2 separate regions of the Pan troglodytes genome follow, and region 1 is linked to region 2. A link is a contact called in public HiChIP or PLAC-seq data. All regions are on one chromosome and are shown on one strand. The core of a region is the stretch at or near the end of the contact, and the rest is flanking DNA. Distances in the headings are between cores, read along the strand shown.

Evidence for each region. HiChIP or PLAC-seq counts read pairs in DNA pulled down with a chosen protein or histone mark.
Region 1: an H3K4me3 HiChIP or PLAC-seq map of stem cell-derived excitatory neurons shows a contact between it and region 2, with 3 times the contacts expected there. The contact joins the promoter of SEMA5B here to the promoter of HSPBAP1 in region 2. A contact is called at or near these places in 1 of 7 Hi-C or Micro-C datasets (stem cell-derived neural progenitor cells) and 1 of 1 datasets of contacts at active chromatin or transcription factors (stem cell-derived excitatory neurons).

What each region holds. Positions count from the first base shown.
Region 1 is chr2:126,289,922-126,293,157 of NHGRI_mPanTro3-v2.0_pri, reverse strand. It overlaps SEMA5B (semaphorin 5B), which reads left to right and starts at 1,672. Exons shown (of 22, transcript XM_016941758.4): 1 at 1,672-2,074.
Region 2 is chr2:126,055,105-126,058,517 of NHGRI_mPanTro3-v2.0_pri, reverse strand. HSPBAP1 (HSPB1 associated protein 1) reads left to right here and starts at 1,776. Exons shown (of 9, transcript NM_001280177.1): 1 at 1,776-1,970. The coding sequence starts at 1,907. It overlaps SLC49A4 (solute carrier family 49 member 4), which reads right to left and starts at 541. Exons shown (of 11, transcript XR_010155323.1): 1 at 47-541.

The DNA.
Region 1 (3,236 bases), core at 423-2,922, 230 kb before region 2:
CATTCCCCATGGCTCTGCAGGGAATGGGGGTTGGCGGGGGGCACGCTCATAGCAGTGGAAAGGTTCCACGGTGGAGATCAGGAGACCTATCCCTATCTCAGCCTGGGACTCTGGGAGAATGGTCCAGAGCTCATTGTCCTTGTCGATAAAATGATAGATTTGGACTCAATATCCCGTGCTGCCTCTTCCAACTTGATTTTTACCCCAATATTAAATGAATGGGCTACCAGACTGGTATGCCCACACATGCCCGTTTCCTTTCTTTTCTTCTCTGCATCTCTGCCTTTGTGTCCAGAACGTGTTTTCCCTTTGCAAGTTTCTCTCCATTCTGCACATTATGAGTTTCAGCATTTCCGTTGCCCTAGAAAGTCTATCTTTGAGATCTTGCACTGTTTCTCTTTTTACAGTGTCTCATAAACTCCCTTCTTGGATTCAGAACCACCCTTTCTTTCCCATTATCCTGTCAAACTGCTTCTTGCCATGGTCCAGGGGTAGGAGGATGGCAGGGAGGAGGTGCTTCTCTGGGGCTCTTAGTGTCTCAATTCTTCTGCTTTATCTGGGTTTTCCTTTACCCAGAATTTTATTATGTAAAATGCTTCACTCAGACTTTGTTCTAATTATCCAATTTTTGGCATACTCTAGAAAGTCTTTTGATATTTTCCTTCCTCCAACTTATCTATTTTTATTTCATAGTTCTCTTTGGTTATCTCTTAGAATCACACTTTCCTGGTTTTAATTTTTCAAATCCTTTGTCTTTCTCACTCGTTCTTAGGTCACCTTTTTTTACATTTTCAAATATATTTTTTGTTCAGCAGAGGGCTCCCTTCCCATCCCTCTTGCAGCCCGGGCAGCTAGGATTTGAAGCTTGCCCCTTGCATCTTTCTCTCCCGCCTTCTAGCCATCAGAAACACTAGATCACTTAAACTTGTAAACAATTCGGCCTCGCTCCTTGTGATTGCGCTAAACCTTCCGTCTTCAGCTGAGAACGCTCCACCACCTCCCCGGATCACTCATCTCTTGGCTGCTCTCCCACTGTTCCTGATGTTATTTTACTCCCCGTATCCCCTACTCGTTCTTCACAATTCTGTAGGGTGCGTATTACTAACCCCAGTTTACAGCTGAGGAAACTGAGGCTTGGAGAGGTTCGCTCGGTATCGCACAGTTTGCAAGGTTAACCCTAATCCGGCCAGTTCTGGCTTTCCAGCCCAGCCCAGCAGCCTAGCCTCCCTCTCTGCCGCTGCAGGTTATAACGGCTCTCCCCCGTTTTACACGAGGTCCCTTCCCCTTCAAATCCACAGGCAGGAAGATCGTTCCGAACTGACGGGGCTGGGGAATGTGGGAGTCCGGAGTGGGGTTTGGGGGAGCTTCCTCAGGCCCGGAGTGTTGGGGTGGGCAGGCCGCGCCGATGGCCCTCGGGGATGTCACATTCGAGATGGGGTGACCGAGAACGGCAAGGCGGGATGTGGCAAACGGCGGCAAGTGCTCGGAGTCCTAGGTCTTGTCGCCGGAATGCCGGCCGGGGAAGGGGCTTCGGCCCACCGGGCTGGTCACCACACTCGGCAGGCCCGGGGCGGGAGTCGGCCGAGCAGCCGCGGGATGCAGGGCGCCCCCTCGCGCTCCTCCGCGCGCCTCGAGGCTGGCGGGTGCAGCGCCCGCCGCGGCAGGTCTGCTCCAGCCCCCTCCTCTTTTTCGCTCCCGCTCCCCTCATTCTCTCCCTTTGCTTGCAACTCCTCCCCCACCGCCCCCTCCCTCCTTCTGCTCCCGCGGTCTCCTCCTCCCTGCTCTCTCCGAGCGCCGGGTCGGGAGCTAGTTGGAGCGCGGGGGTTGGTGCCAGAGCCCAGCTCCGCCGAGCCGGGCGGGTCGGCAGCGCGTCCAGCGGCTGCTGGGAGCCCGAGCGCAGCGGGCGCGGGCCCGGGTCGGGACTGCACCGGAGCGCTGAGAGCTGGAGGCCGTTCCTGCGCGGCCGCCCCATTCCCAGACAGGCCGCCAGCCCATCTGGTTCGCTCCCGCCGCTCCGCGCCGCCCGGGAGTCGGGAGCCGCGGGGAACCGGGCACTTGCACCCGCCGCTGGGAGGTGAGTCCCGGGAGCTCCGGGCGCTTCCCCTGCGCGGGTTGGGGCTGCAACTTGCAAACTTCAGCAACTCGGGTGGGTATCGGGGTAGAGAGGTAGGGGTTCGGGCTCTGGCAAGTTGAAGCCAGGTAGGTGAGGCTGCGGGCGGGAGGACAGGGGGTCCCCTGGCTTCCGCGCCTCCCGCTGCCACCTCGGCTTGAGAGCCCTCAGCGCTGCTGCGTTCCCGCCGCCAGCCAGCTCTGGGTCCGGGTTGCACTGGGCCCTGCCAGGGCTGTGGTCGGCGCATGTGGGCTGCAGCGGCGATGGGGACCCGGGACCCAGGCCTGGAGAAGGAGACGGACGAGTGAGGCTGAGGGACGGAGGGACAGAGGTGCGGAGATGGAGGCTCAGAGAGGGCCGGCTAGTAAACAGCACTGAGGGAGAGTGCGGGCGGCGAGGCGCGTGGGAACGCGTGGCCCGCCCAGAGTGTGAAATCTCCCGCTCAGGGACGTCCCCGCTCCACCGCCGCCGCCTGCGGAGCCGCCGCCCGGATTCTTCCCAGACCCCCCTCCAGGACGCTCTTGCCCTGACCAGGCCTGCGGAGCGTGAACTCTGCCCACCAGGCTCCAGGGGCAGTGGCTCAGGGCCCCGCACTCCCGGCTGGGAGGGTGGAGAGGGGTGCGGCAGCTGGAAGCGGGGACGCGAGCGGCGATTTCCCGATTTATGTTTCTCATGGTAATTTGTCTTTGTGGTTGGGGCTGCCCATTCACTTTCCGCTCACGTCCTGCGGGAGATCCAGCGAGGAGGGAGGGAGCGGGGGGCGCTCGGGCACAGAGAGGGATGCAGACGGGAGAGGGGATGGGGACCCGCGCGGGGCGGGAGCCAAGAGGGAAGTGGTCGCCGGACCGGCGGAGGAAGAAGGCGAGGCTCGAGAAAACCCGGCCCAACGGAGCCGACTCCTTTGCCCACCGCAAACTTTAAACAAGGAGGAGGACCACCTGCAGCGCCGTTCTGGCCCCCTCCTCCCCGCCCCCGCCCCCCACCTCGAGCCCAGTCTTTGGGTAGTTCCGACTGCCCGCCGCGCCAGGCGGGAGTGGGCCGCGAGTCTGGATGGGGAGAGAGGAGCGCTGGATTCTGCTCGCACCCCTGCGATCCTGCCCAGGCTTTCTGCAGAGGGGCGGGGTGA
Region 2 (3,413 bases), core at 527-3,026:
CTCCCCGAGGAGAGACAGCGCGGGCTGGCGCTCCGCGACCCCTCACCTCTCTTGTCCAGGAGCCACATGAACGCGAAGCAGGGCAGGAAGCCGATGGGCCCCCACAGCACGAGCAGCGCGATGTCCCAGCTGGAGAAGCCGTAGGCCTGGCGCGCCGAGTTCTGGATGGGACCCCAGGTGTTCCAGACCAGGCCCTGAACGAACGCCAGCAGCGAGAAGAGCAGCAGCACCAGCCAGCGGCGCCCGTACACCCGCCCGGGAACCGGGACCGCCGCGGGCAGCGCCGCCGCCGCCGCCTCCCGGCTTCTCCAGGAGGCCCCCAGCCCAGGCCCGAGACCGGGCCCCAGCAGCGGCTGCCTCTCCTCTTCGCTGCTCCAGCGAGAGCCCATGGCGACGCGTCGCCCGCGAAGCCACTGCCGGGCGCAGTCCGGGTCACCGCCGACTAGCCCAGCGCAGAATCGTCCGGAGCAGTAGGAGGCGGAGGCTGCTGTGGTCGCCCTCGGCCTCCGGGCCGCGCCTGGTGCGCCTGCGCGGCCCGAGCCGGGCCGGCTGGGAGGCGGGGAGGCGGGGAGGCGGGGCAGGCGGCAAGGAGGCTGGGGTCCGCCCTCCCCTCCGCGGGTGGCGAGGAAACACCGGCGAGAGGAAAGGAGCCAGGTCCCAGACGGAGGGCAGGTAGCGCTGAAAAGGCTACCAGCGCGGCTGAGTCGGGGAGAGGGAAACTCCCAGAGAGGCTGTATTGGAGGAGGTTGGGCAAGGAACCCTGGGGTGTTTGGAGGAAGTGTCCAAGTTAAATCTTGTGCCTAATAAACAACACAGTGACCTGTTAAGTGACCACAGTTAACCCGATGCTTGCTTCTATTTTGGGCTTATTCTCATTTTTGTTGAGTTAGTAACTTCAGAAATTATAGGCGAAGGATAAAGTTTAAGCGTAGTTGGTCCCAGGGGATTATCTCATAAAAATCATTTCTTACGTACAATAAGTACTACCTATTTTTTGTTACTTTTTTGTCTTACATATCCAAAGAGGAGATTCCAAACTAGCCAATTTCATTCATATATATGTAAACTTTACCCATTTCGCCTGCCGATAGGCGAGCAATAAAGTTATGTCCAGTAAAGTTGGAAGATTTTTGCCCCGAAGATCCATCTCCAGTGATTATGATTTGACCACAGGGTAAACGAGAAGAAAGGTGGTTGTTGATCTCTTCACACAGCTGTTTGTTTATTTTGGTATACAAATTCAGAAGCCTGACAGCTGTGGATTAGTGTCCTTGAAAACCTAAGTCAAGCAATTTGGCTTGTCTGGATCGGGAAATGAGTCACAGGGAACGCAATCACAGGATTCTTTGCCCGAGGTTCGTATTTCCCGGCAGCCACTAAAATCAGAAGGAGTCAGGTTACCACCAGAAGGGCAAGAGAGGTGTAAGAGAAGCGTGAGCTAGCCTCGCATTCCAGGCTGCCAAGAGCGGCTCGCGAAAGCTCACGGCAGAGACCCATCCCACCGCCGGAGCCCCACTAAGCGGCAAACCTTCCCCTAAAACTCCAATCCTTTAGGGTGGAGAAAAGCCGAGGTGGAAAGGAAGGATCTGACTAGAAAAGGAGAAACAGAAACGAAGCTAAGACTACAATAAAGAACGCTAAGGTCTGGGTTAGGTAAAAAGCGCCACAACTCAGACCACGTGTTTGTATTTCCACACCCGGGGTATCAAAACAAAGCTGCATGGTCCCGCCCAGCATCCGTCACGTGACCTCCACGTGAGAGCCGGCGTTTCCGTAGGAGCCGGGAGGGAGTCGCCGGGGCTCCTTCCTGTAGTGCAGCTTCGGGTCTCGGAGTTTGGCCCCTACTCTGACCCCACCCCAGCTCCGCTCCGCCTTGGGTTCCGGCAGAACCCGCCTTGCGGTAGCCATGGCAGCAGGCTCCGAGGCGACCACTCCTGTGATCGTTGCAGCTGGGGCTGGAGGGGAGGAAGGTAGGTGCCAGGCTGAGGTCCGACCCTGAGTACAAACCCAATGCCAGTCGACTCTCGTGGCACCCCTCGTGGGGCCGTTTGCCTTAGCCCCAACCCAGGTCTCTCTGGCCTTGCATTAGACTATGAAGAAAAATCTATATTTTCTAGTGAGCGTGGCATTTCTCGAATTGTGGCATCCAGATTTTTGATCGTCGTAGGGTAGCCTACGAGTGCTGTTTCATGCATGGGGTGTTATTTTTGTTTTGTTTTGTTTTATATTTGCCCATCATTAGCTAAATAGAGGTGTTTTGAACGTTTAGAGGGGATTAAAATTAAATTTGTGAAATTGAAGGCAACCTTTGAGATTAATGGAAGTTATCTGAGACTTTTGTGAACAGGGATTATGCGCTTTTATTCTATTTCAGTGAACCCTGGTTTAGCAAGTGGGGATGAGGTTTGGAGGCCCATGAGCCTGAGATCCCTGTTATTATTTATTGAATGATTGCACCGTGCAGGGCTGTGTTCTGAATACTGTCGCAGGATCCAGAGACTTTTTAATATTTATAACAATACCTTTTCCAAAGGAGCCTAGAAAGGAAAAAGAATGACTTACTATGTGGTCACCTGAACTATTCGACCAGTAGTACACTCTGTGAGGGTTGTTAGGAGGAGGGATCTCAGTGGGGAGAACATAAATGCTTCAAGGAGCGAATAGTTTGAGGTCGGCCTTTCTTTTTCTTTTCTCTCTTTTTTTTTTTTTTTTTTTTCTTGTTTTGAGACGGAGTCTCGCTCTGTCACCAGGCTGGAGTGCAGTGGCGCGATTTTGGCTCACTGCAACCTCCACCTCCCAGGTTCAAGCGATTCTCCTGCCTCAGCGTCCCAAGCAGCTGGGACTACAAGCGTGCCACCACGCCCAGCTAATTTTTGTATTTTTAGTAGAGACGGGGTTTCACCATGTTGGCCAGGATGGTCTCTATCTCTTGACCTTGTGATCCGCTGAGGTGGGCCTTTCTGATTGGATGAGATGGTGACAAACTCAGGGAGTGGTGCTGGGGTTCAGGAAGTCAGGGAGCAGAAAAAGATGGATGTATTTAGGGGTCAAATAGTTTGCTGAAGGGGGAAATGCCCATTCCAAGCAGAAGAAACAAATTATAGCCTCCTACTATCTGACCACTTTCTACCAGGGAGACAATTCTTGACCTTCATCTATACCTCCATTGCATTGATCTTGCCATTTTCTATCCACTGCACCCCCTTATCCAGAATGTATGTCATTCCTTTGAAAAATTCTCTTGTCCCTTCCTGCACTTTTTTCTGACAAAACTCTTACTCTGGATGAAGTCAACCTTTTGCCCTCTTTGTACCTGCACCCGTGGGCCTGAACTTTGCTGGAAAAAGTCCTGCACAAATTGATGACCGTATAAAGTGAAAATGACCAAACTCTTGAATATTCAGTCAGTATGG